2 separate regions of the Ovis canadensis genome follow, and region 1 is linked to region 2. Evidence: chromatin contacts called from public Hi-C data. All regions are on one chromosome and are shown on one strand. The core of a region is the stretch at or near the end of the contact, and the rest is flanking DNA. Distances in the headings are between cores, read along the strand shown. Region 1 overlaps DST (dystonin). Region 2 overlaps DST (dystonin).

Region 1 (5,737 bases), core at 1,993-4,492, 140 kb after region 2:
GCACTCTGAGTGTGCCAGGACAGGGGTGCTGGCTTCAGCGGGGCGCAGACGAGGGTTGGGCCAGGGCTGGGCGGGGCTGTGAGTCTTGAGCCTGATGCACTGGACACTGGGTTTGCTGGGAGGAGATCAGGTGGAGAGAAACGGCGAAGCTGCACCCAAGGCTAACACAGCATCATCAGTCAGCTGTATCTCAATAAAAAAAGAGATGGTGCGGACAGATAAGAGGCAGATGGGATGAGTCAGCCAGGGATGTTGTTGGAAGTGCCTGAGGACAAGAGCAACGTGGTGTAACTGGCATTCTGAAGTCATGTAACTGCCATTGGGGAGCCTTGAATGCATACGCAGGCATTAAGGGACTACAGGTGACGGCATTGTGAACTCTGTGATGGGGCTGCCTTCCCCTGGTGGCTCCATGTTTGCTGAGTGAGGGAACCTACAGAGGGGACTGCGGGGCCTCTGTCTTAGTTCTTAGTTCTTCCCCTTGTTTTATAGCTGGTACTCAGATGGGGTTGTAGAAGGCCTGATGATCAGATTATAGGTTGAAGGAACACTCTGTGTAGTAAATAGATCAAGAATGCTGGACCTCTGGTCTCATCAGAAAGAGAACTTAACAGTGAAAATGTGAAGTTCTGCTCAAAGACTGAAGATTTCCCCGTAGGATTTAGAAGGTGCAGAAGGTCTGGTGGGCAGCAGTTCCTGTCATCGGAGCTGGGGGTTCTGATGACCTCAGACTGACAGCAGTGGTGCGCCTGCACGCAGGCTGTGTTAGCAGAGCTCAGAGTGTGCTTGGCACCCAACATCCAGGGTGTTTGTTCAGGTCCTGACTGCGTATAAAGGGGCAGTCAAAAGGAAAGTGACTGCAGGAGGCAACCATGATGGTGAGCATCTAGAAACATCTCTTGGATGAGGGATGATGGGGACAATTGAGAGGAGACTTTGAGAAAAGAGGATTATGGAGAAACGTGATGGGTGTTTTCCGATATTGGTCAGGGTAGTCATATAAGCTACAGTTTAGGATTTATTTGATCCAAAGATCGATGGATACTTTATAGTTTGAAGATGTAAGCTCAATATAAAACCTCTCTGTAAACATCCACAGTGCCCAGTAATAGGTGGTCACTTAAGTGTGTTTTGATCTAAGGGTATATTCTTAGGTTCCAGTGGCTGCTATAACCAATTACACAGGCTTGGTGACTTAGGACAGTGATCTCTATGCAGTCACAGTTTTGGGGACTAGAAGTCTGGACTCAGTTTTTCTGGGCGGAAATCACTGTGGTAGCAAGGCTGTGCTCCCTTCAGAACCTCTTGGGGAGAATGCCGTCCCTGTTTCTTTCAGCATCTGGGGACACAAGCATTGCCTTTTCCGTGGCCACATGCTGCCTCCTGGTCCATGTGTTAGGACCCCTGAGCATCTCTTTAATAAGGATGCTAGAGACTGGATTTCGAGCCCATGGGCATAATCCAGGATACTCTTCGCACCACAGACTTTTAACACACCTGCAAAGATTCTTTTCCAAATAAGGTATTATTCAGTTTCCAGAGATTCGGACCTGATATCTTTGGGGCCACCATCAATCATCCTCTTATATGTGAACCAATAAAACTGCCTCATGTGAAGTCAGCTAAGGCTTCATGGGATAGGCACTCCCCAGCCATTCCAAATTTCCACCGAAATCCTGTGGGGATGTAGGTAGGGTCTATCAGAGGTGGGACAGAAATGGTTCATGCATTGGTAGGACGGTGAACTAGGTGGTGATGCATTTGCTTTCCAAGCGCAAGACTATATAGTCATGTCATTCGTTTATGATAAGCTTTGTGAAGCAGAAATTAATAGGGATAGACCAGAGATTTATTTTTATATTTTTTAATTGTTGGGAATAATTTTATGCTTTAAAAGTTGTAAAAAAAAAAATAGTACAAGGAGCCCTGTTATGTATGCTCATTACTCAGATTGACTTGGTAGCACTTACCCTGTTTGCTGTATCATGACTGTAATACCGTGTGTGTGTGTGTGTGTGTGTGTGTGTGTGTATTTTTTATCTGAACCACGTGGGGGTAAGTCCTATACACATGGTCCTTTCCCCCTCAGTACTGCAGCCTTTCCCAAGAGCAGGGGTGTTCTCTTTCATAGCCCCACATCTACCTACTTCATCCAGTTAGGCTGGCTCACAGTCTGTTGCCCGTGTTTCAGTTTTGTGGTTGGTCCTTTGCACTGTTACCCCAGAGCAGCTTCCAGGTTGTGGTCAGCTGTTGCATTTAGTTGCTGTGTGTCTCTTTATCCTGCTTTAGCTAGAAACAGTTTAACAGCCCTTTAACAGACTTTTATGACATGAACATTTTTTGAAGACTACAGAACAGGGGTTTATAGAGAATGGAAGATCAATTAATAGTAAAATGTATTTTGAACTTCAAACTATTTTATGGCAAGAAGATAAGCCCTTTTCTGAGATTTTAGTGCGTGTTGATACAGTAATGAACTATCTTTTCAAATTAAGAACATCACAGCTTGACTGAGTAATTCATCAGATGACTTTAGTTCTGTCTTGTGGTCAATTATAATTTTTCTTGATTTCCTTATTGTTGATAACAGTATTACTTCTGCTTCCAACACTGCCATTTTGAATGCCTAGGCTGGGCCACAAGCTGGACGGGCTGTGTAACGTGGGTTGTCCGGTTGAGCCCTTGTTCAGCCAGTGACATTCTGGAGGCTCAGTAATGACATGACCTGAGTAGCGTGGATGGGCTGAAACGTGGCGGAGTCCTTGGTCCTTCTCGTTCTCCAGGAGAGCTCCGCCGTCTTGGCCCGTCTTGCCTTAGCAGAGCCACAGGGCTGAAGAGCGGTTGTGAGGAGCAGACGCGGCCGCAGGGGAAAGGCGCGGTGCTGAGGCGCAGCTCTCGTTTCTAGTACATGCGCTGCCGAAGCGAGCACAGCGCTCGTCTCTTTCTGAGTGACTTCTAGTCTTTGCTGTGATGCTTCTGCCATAAATTTTTATTTGCATTATTCTCTAGTCAGTATGCTTTACAAGCGTTTAGAGACACAGATAAAAGCATATGAGAAAGCCAAGCAGCGCTCCCGGAGGCCGGGGTTTCGCTGGAGGAGGGCGCTGACTAAGGCCTTTTCGAAGGAGAGGAAAAGGCGGTTTGCCCAGTGGTGCTGACAGCCCTGTCTGGCCGCACACGCTTTCTGGCCTGCCGTCGCGGGTAGGCCCCGCCCTTCTGTCGCGGGTAGGCCCCGCCCTTCCGTCCCGGGTAGGCCCCGCCCTTCCGTCGCGGGTAGGCCCCGCCCTTCCGTCCCGGGTAGGCCCCGCAGCAGCTTTGCTGCGTCGTCTGTTCTGGACTCCAGGCTGAAGCCCACCCCAGCGCCGTGCCTGACATGCTGCTTCTGTCAGGGCCCTGAGGAATCTGTTGCTTCCTGAGTGAGCTGGAAACCAGATGACGCTTTCGCCCGTGTTTGTGATACATACCCCTGACTACTGTGATGGAGGATGAAAAGCGTCACTTTCTGGGAAGTGAGGTAAAAGTCTGGAAGGAAAGGCGGTCCATGATGACTCCTTCCTGTGAAGGCTGAGGAGCGAGCCCCGCTGCATTATGGGTACAGAACGAGAGGCGCCGGGTCAGGCAGGAGGGGCCGCCATGCTGATGCTCTGCGTTCTTCCACAGCCTCCGTTCACGTCAAGGGCAGGAAGTTTACTCTTATTCAGAACTGACATTAATGTATTTATCTAGCGTTAAATATGTACAAGTAAATAAAACAATATAATAGGAATAAAAAGAACCAACCTGAATACTCTTTGGAAGGACCTATGCTGAAGCTGAAGCTCCAAGACTTTGGCCACCTGATGTGAACAGCTGACTCTTCGGAAAAGACCCTAACGCTGGGAAAGATTGAGGGCAGGAGGAGAAGGGGACCGCAGAGGATGAGATGGTTGGGTGGTATCATGAACTTGGGCAAACTCCAGGAGATGGTGAGGGACAGGGAAGCCTGGCCTGCTGCAGTCCATGGGGTCGTAAAGAGTCGGACACGACTTGATGACTGAACAACAGTAAAAATTACATACATATAAATAGATGAATAAGTAAACTTTGTCCAACTTACCTACTGTTATTTCCCTCAGCTCAGAATGTAGAAGAATATTGATTGAAGCTAGCTTTTCCTCACTGGGGAATTTTCTAATAGTTTGCTGGCAATATTAGTAGATTCTTTGAAGCCTTATTGCTTATGAAGAAGAAGTCTTTTCCTTCTACCTTTCTAGGCTCCTAGCTGGGCTGTAAAACAAAAGACAAATAAGAGAAGAGCATACAGATTGTTTGATAACTTTGTATAATTAGGAGCCTTCGAGGGGAAATGACCTGAAGAAAGGGTTAACCTGAGTGCTTTTTAACACCAGGCTTGGTGGGGAGTGGAGGGTCATGGTGAAACGTCGCAAAACAGAAGGGTGTGAGCCAAGGGTAATAAACTTGAGAAGTTCAGGAAGGCCTGTCTGTTCAGATTCCTCTCACCTGCAGAGAGAAGGATGCTCCTTTCCTCCAGGTGCAGAGCGAGCGCCTCCCCCCTGAGGGTCCCATGACGTGCTTGGGGGTGGGTGGTGGCAGCGCCCTTCCAGCACCCGCTGTCTCCTACCTCCTTTGGCTGGAAACGTCCAGTCTGCCCAGGGGCCGTGTCTGGGGTTGTGCGTCCTGAGCCCTGTCTTGCAGGTGTGGTTAGGTTTCACATGCCTTAGGATCTTAGAAAACTGTTTCCAGGCACTGTCAGGTTGGCTGTGCTGCAAACCGAACAGAAATTCAGAAACTGGTTTTAAAAGGGGCTGATGAGGAGGACAAGCAGGGGGAGGCAGAAGCTGGTGATGAAGAGGGGGATGTGCCCTGCCGGTGGAGAACTTGACCTTGAGAGCGGTCAGTGTGTCAGGGGCCGGGGATGAGTCACGTTGGACTTGCCATGGAGTTTGGAAGCAGTTGCCTGCATAGTCGTGTCTGACTCTTTGCGACCCCATGGATCGCAGCATGCCAGGCCTCCCTGTCCATCACCAACTCCTGAAGCTTGCTCAGACTCATGTCCATTGAGTCAGTGATGCCATACAACCATCTTATCCTCTGTAGAAGTAGATGTTTTTTCTGGAACTCTCCTGCTTTTTTGATGATCTCTGGTTCCTCTGGCTTTTCTAAATCCAGCTTGAACATCTGGAAGTTCATGGTTCATGTACTGTTGAAGCCTGGGTTGGAGAACTTTGAGGTTTACTTTGCTAGCTTGTGAGATGAGTGCAGTTGTGCAGTAGTTTGAACATTCTTTGGCATTGCGTTTCTTTGGGATTGGAATGAAAACTGACCTTTTCCAGTGATCAGTGCAAAGAAATAGAGGAAGACAATAGAATGAGAAAGACGAGAGATCTCTTCAAGAAAATTAGAGATACCGAGGGAACATTTCATGCAAAGATGGGCTCAATAAAGGACAGAAATGGTATGGACCTAACAGAAGCAGAAGATTTTAAAAAGAGGTAGCAAGAATACACAGAAAAATTATATGAAAAAGATCTTTATGACCCAGATAACCACGATGGTGTGATCGCTCACCTAGAGCCAGACATCCTGGAATGCGAAGTCAGGTGGGCCTTAGGAAGCATCACTGCAAACAAAGCTAGTAGAGGTGATGGAATTCCAGTTGAGCTATTTTAAATCCTAAAAGATGATCTTAATGTGATATAGAAGAAATGTCTGTGTGAAGAAGGAGAGATCAATGAGC
Region 2 (5,473 bases), core at 2,267-4,766:
TTTTGGTCCTTCACCATTTCCCAGAGTTTGCTCAAATCCATGTCCATTGAGTCATTGATGCTATATAACCATCTCATCGGAGAAGATGATGGCAACCCACTCCAGTGTTCTTGCCTGGAGAATCCCAGGGACGCCGGAGCCTGGTGGGCTGCCGTCTATGGGGTTGCACAGAGTCGGACACCACCAAAGTGACTTAGCAGCAGCAGCAGCAGCAGCAACCATCTCATCCTCTGCTGCCCCCTTCTCTTTTTGCCTTCAATCTTTCCCAGCATCAGGGTCTTTTCCAATGAGTCTGCTCTTTGCATCAGGTGGCCAAAGTATTGGAGCTTCAGCTTCAGCATCAGTCCTTCCAATGAATATTCATGGTTGATTTCCTTTAGGATTGACGGGTTTGATCTCCTTGCAGTTCAAGGGACTCTCATGAATCTTCTCCAACACCATAGTTCAAAAGCATCAACTATTCAGTGCTCAGCCTTCTTTATGGTCCAACTCTCACATCTGTACAGGGCTGCTGGAAAAACCATAGCCTTGATTGTACAGACCTTTGTTGGCCAAGTGATGTCTTTGCTTTTTAATAGGCTCTTTAGGTTTGTCATAGGTTTCCTTCCAAGGAGCATGTGTCTTTTAATTTCAGGCTGCAGTCACCGTCTGCAGTGATTTTGGAGCCCAAGAGAATCTGTCACTGCTTCTACTTTTTCTGCTTCTATTTGTCACAAAGTGATGGGACCAGATGCCATGATCTTAGTTTTAAGCCAGCTTTTTCACTCTCTTCTTTCACCTCATCAAATATTTAAAAAAATAAAAAAGAAACAGAAAAACAGTTATCAATGGTTCATCCAGTTTGCCTGATATTAGGAAAGGAGAGGTGAGTGATGGAATTTTCAGCCTCCCACCTGAAACACTTGATTTAGAAAGTCTGCTTTATTCACTAGCATGGATGCCACTGACATTAGAAGGAATGCAAATTTATTAAGATTTGAAGTATATTTTCCCTAAATTTGAAGACAGAAACCATAGACAACCTTCATTCATTAAAATCAAAGCACTCATTTAATCACACACTTGTAACCTAAAAGACTCAATTCAGTAGCCCTTAAAAAGTGACCAATTTAGTCTCTATCTTGTTGGCAGCTAAAGAGCCAACAGCAAACACCACCAATTAAAATAGAAAATTCAGATTCAATAAAGCAGCCAGATAAGGCTAAAAAGATATAGAAAAAAATTTCTGTACTGTTGAGTGCATATGTCTAAAATTTAAAAAGTGAATTCAAAGGTCATTCTCAGAATACGAAGCATGTAAATGATAAAAAAAAAAATCTGTTCTCAATTTTCAAGGTTCACATGGGCCTAATTTTGTATAGTTTACCTTATATTTAAAGAGTGTCCATAAAGATTGTTGTGGGGAAAAACCAAATGCTTTGATGGTTAGCACTCGAGTCCTGTAGCCTGGGAGAGACTTCGCTGTGTACAAGCCAGCGTGCTTTCCCTCTGTCTGCGTGTGTATTTCACTGTGCTGTGTTGTTGAAGGAGGTGCTGCCGATTGCCTTGTCTTCCTTTCTCTCTTACCCGTTCACCAAAGACACGTCCAGATTAGAGGCTGTACCAGTCCAACACCCTTGGGTCCAGGGTCGTAAATGATCCCATCTGGCTGGGTGATGAGTGGTGTTTATGTCATGGCATAAATCATGTTTTGCTCTTCCATTAGCTGAGACTCTAATTGTTAGAAAAATTTACTTCATCTACAAAAATCAATAATCAGAGTTTTTGGATGGAGGCAGTCCTTTAACCGTTTATTCCCCAAGTCTGTCTCTAAACAATCAAATGACTACTCTCACTTGGAGTAGTCATTTGGAGTGCATGAAACAACAAGAAATACAAGCTCATAGATAAAAGATGACCTTTCATAAGGACAGGTAGGAAGCCAGTTTAAAGAAGACAGAAGGCAACCAAGGAAACCTGTTACCCTTTTGAAAGTCTTCAAGAATGTCATCCTTTTTCACAGACCTACCCAGCATCACAGCCTTATAGAGCTCAAGACGAATTTTCAGAAAAACATGGAAAATAAAGTAGGTTGATAGTAGCATCCTGTGACTGACTTAATGCCTCCTCACAACTCTGTGGATTCCAGTGAATACAGAAAATCAGTGGTATTTATTTATTTGCCTAGTACACGATTTCCCGGAGAAGGCAAGGGCACCCCACTCTAGTACTTTTGCCTGGAAAATCCCATGGACCGAGGAGCCTGGTGGGCTGCAGTCCATGGGGTCGCTGAGGGTCAGACACGATTGAGCGACTTCACTTTCACTTTTCACTTTCATGCATTGCAGAAGGAAATGGCAACCCGCTCCAGTGTTCTTGCCTGGAGAATCCCAGGGATGGGGGAGCCTGGTGGGCTGCCGTCTCTAGGGTCGCACAGAGTCGGACATGACTGAAGCAACTTAGCAGCAGCAGCAGCACACGATTTCCACTAAGAAAACACACAGGGCATCACACGTAATAAATTGATAATTAGCCAAAGTGATGCGTTTCATGTAAAATGGAGAACTGCTTTTGAGGGGAAAGAGTAAAGCCAAAGATAAATATTAGACACTTTGCAGGAAATAGTACGTTTTCTTTTAAAATGGTGTTGGTCACTAGATGTGCATCAGGACCTCACGTCGGTCATGCCTGACTAGGCGCAGGCCAGGTCCTGATTCACTTCTGGTTTATCCCGCATGCTTTGGGAGGTTGTCACACAGCCTGGGTTTTTTTTTTCTTTTTTCCTCCCATGGATGCTTTATCTTGTTTGTAAGCCTATTCTCCGCACAGTTAGCAGCCTCTTTTCATGGTAAATGAGTGGCTCACTAAATTATCACAAACTTAACCCAACCAAAAGAGGCTAATGACCTGTGCCTTTTCCCTGCGGGGCAAACAGAGCTGGACACGCCCTGCGCCCGGCTCCGCTCCTGGAGGGAGAACCGAGCTCAGGCGGTGCACGCTGGTCCGAGCCGCGTCTCCGGTTTCCCCCTGTGATGACGGGGCGGGCCGGGCCGGGGAGCTCTTTCCCCTCCCCTCCGCATCCCTCCGTCTCCATCGCTGGCAGCTGTTCGTCTGCTCGAAGTTTATATGATCTCGAGAGCTCTAAACCCAGTTCAGACGTTTGTTTACTGGCGCTGCCTTTGGCTTCTGCAAACAGCCTTTTGTGCCCTCCAGGTCTGCAGAAAAGGCTCTTCTCAGAATCAGCCCCTCCTCCCTCCTTCCTCCAGAAGAGTCTGGGAACTAGCTTCAAACTCAGGAAAAAAATGAACTGAAAAGGACGAGGGGCTCAAACCTGGTCGGAGGGGAGACTGGGAGGGGAAGCGGAAAGGAGTCAGGACTCAGCATCCTGCGTTTGTGCTTTGTGTTTGCAACTTGGAGCGAGTTGCATTAATGAATTAAGCAGCAGCTCGTAATGGAAAATCTCGGTCCCTGCCTGGTGGGGGAGCCAGATACTATAGATTTGTAACAGGAAGGCTGTGGATTCTGGCTTCATTGTTGGGCCAGTCATCTGTGAGCTGGTGGCCGAACCACAGGCCACACACTTGGGTGCCCATCTTCCTGGAACCGGAGCTGCCCAGGCCTTGTGGCTGGGGTTGGAGCCGGGGCCCAGAGAAGATGGTGAGCGCTGGGGTCGGCCCTGGGACGCGTCCCCCCGCCGCGCGGAGGAGGGTGCGGGACGGCGGACTCCCTTTGGGGGCAGGGAGGGGGCTGCTGAAATGGACGAGCTGACGCGAGTGCCTGCCGTTGATGCTTTTCTCTGTGTCATTCCCTGTAGAGCTCCGGGAACGCGTCCTATCGCTGCTCCATGTCTTCCTCTGCGGATTTTTCCGACGAAGATGATTTCAGCCAGAAATCTGGCTCTGCATCTCCAGCTCCTGGAGACACCTTACCCTGGAATTTGCCTAAACATGAGCGATCGAAAAGAAAGATCCACGGGGGCTCGGTGCTGGACCCCGCGGAGAGGGCAGTGCTTAGGATCGCAGGTAAGAGCAAGCGGCAGGGGGGCCTGGCTGGGGGTTGCAGAGAGGTGGAAATTCACCCACTGGCTCCCCGGGGGTCCCTGTCTGGCCGGGAGCTGAGGCTTAAGGTGGGGGAGGAGGATGACCATGTTTACTTTCTGTCCCGATTTTATCGAAGGAGCAGTTGGCCCTGTCTGCTAGTGACTAAGCTGTTTGGCCCTGTCTTCTGGTTGGAGGAACCGATATCTTTGAAACCAAGAGGATATTTACAGGCATCTGCACTGAAGTTTCCTATTTATGTGCAGTCGCCACCGTGATAGTCTGAAAGTATTAATTCAGTGTTTCACAGTGTGTTTGCTGGAAGCTTCCTTTCTCTGTTTGCCTGGGAGCTTCGAGCCACCAGATTTATCAGGGGGCTAGATTCCTGGGTTTTGGTACCCAAGATTGCATAGGGCTCTCTACAGCTTTTTTTTTTTTTTTTTTTAAAGCATAGCATCTCTATTAGCATCATGTGTTCATAGCAGCTCCTCCCTTTGGTGCTTTTGAGGGTTTAGCCATCATGCATCCCTGATTAATTAATACATGGGAGGGACCCGTGTTTCTCTTCTGTTACCTGGTGTTCCCTTGCACTGCCTGTAGGTCCCAGAAGGGATGGCTTGTTTTACTTAGCTGCAAGCTGAGCCTTCTGTGGAACTCTATCCCCCAGCCTGCAGTGCCCGTGTGGTTTGTGTATATACGAGCTACGCTTTTTGAGGTGGTTGTTACCTAATTTTTTTCTCAGAAACGGCAATGGGGTAGGTTGGGGTGTGTCCCGGGGGGGCTCTCTTGAAAGGCCAAAGCCGAGGTGCTTACCAGAGTTGATTTTTACTGTGGATTTGGCCTTTTCCCCCTCCCTCTCTCCCTCCCAGGCCCCTGCCCACTCAGTTTCTCTTGCTTCCCACCATCATGCAGAGCTGGGACTTGCCTACCTTCTAGGGGGCTGCAGGGGACTAGCTCAGATCCTGGCTGCCGTGGTGGCTGAGAGTCCCCCGAGGGTCCCCCCAGTGGGATTTTCTGATTACGGGAAAAATAAACAGCGCCAGCCAGCCATTCTCTCATCTGGGTTTCTGGGGCAACAGCCTTGAGCTTCTTCTGGCTTCTTTTGTGAGATGCTGGCTGGTCTCACCCAGGCCTTTGACGTGGAGGGTGGAGGCAGGCAGGGCAGGGAGGATGGAGACAGTTTGGGAGCCAAGGGAGAGTGAGCAGGGCGGCTGGGGGGGTCTTAGAGGGCTGGGTGGGCACCGGAGAGTCTGGTCACCAAGGCTGGATTCCCTGCCTGGTCATGACCCCCCCCAGGGGGCGGAGGAGACAGTGCTGGAACCAGGGTACCAGGTACTTGTCTTGGCAGAAAGGGAAGACGGTGACAGGTGGTGCTCTGTGGCAAGCCTGCATCTCCAAAGCAGGATGCCTGGATGGCGGAAGGTGCTCCTGGGCTAAGAGTTTTGATGGACGTGGCA

Evidence for each region. A called contact is a pair of places that touch in the nucleus more often than the background predicts.
Region 1: a contact with region 2 is called in a Hi-C map of lung, with 4 times the contacts expected there. The contact joins two enhancer-like sites. A contact is called at or near these places in 2 of 2 Hi-C or Micro-C datasets (fibroblasts and lung).

Annotation. Positions count from the first base shown.
Region 1 is chr20:18,697,624-18,703,360 of ARS-UI_OviCan_v2, forward strand. The region is part of intron 5 of DST (dystonin); the gene reads left to right. Among named protein-coding and RNA genes, the nearest start is that of DST, 240 kb to the left of the region's middle. Within about 2 kb of position 3,243, the one cell type or tissue checked has open chromatin away from gene starts, as enhancers often do. A contact at or near this core is called in fibroblasts, where this site is marked.
Region 2 is chr20:18,560,030-18,565,502 of ARS-UI_OviCan_v2, forward strand. It overlaps DST (dystonin), which reads left to right. Exons shown (of 97, transcript XM_069564074.1): 4 at 3,794-4,001. Among named protein-coding and RNA genes, the nearest start is that of DST, 100 kb to the left of the region's middle. Within about 2 kb of position 3,517, the one cell type or tissue checked has open chromatin away from gene starts, as enhancers often do. A contact at or near this core is called in fibroblasts, where this site is marked.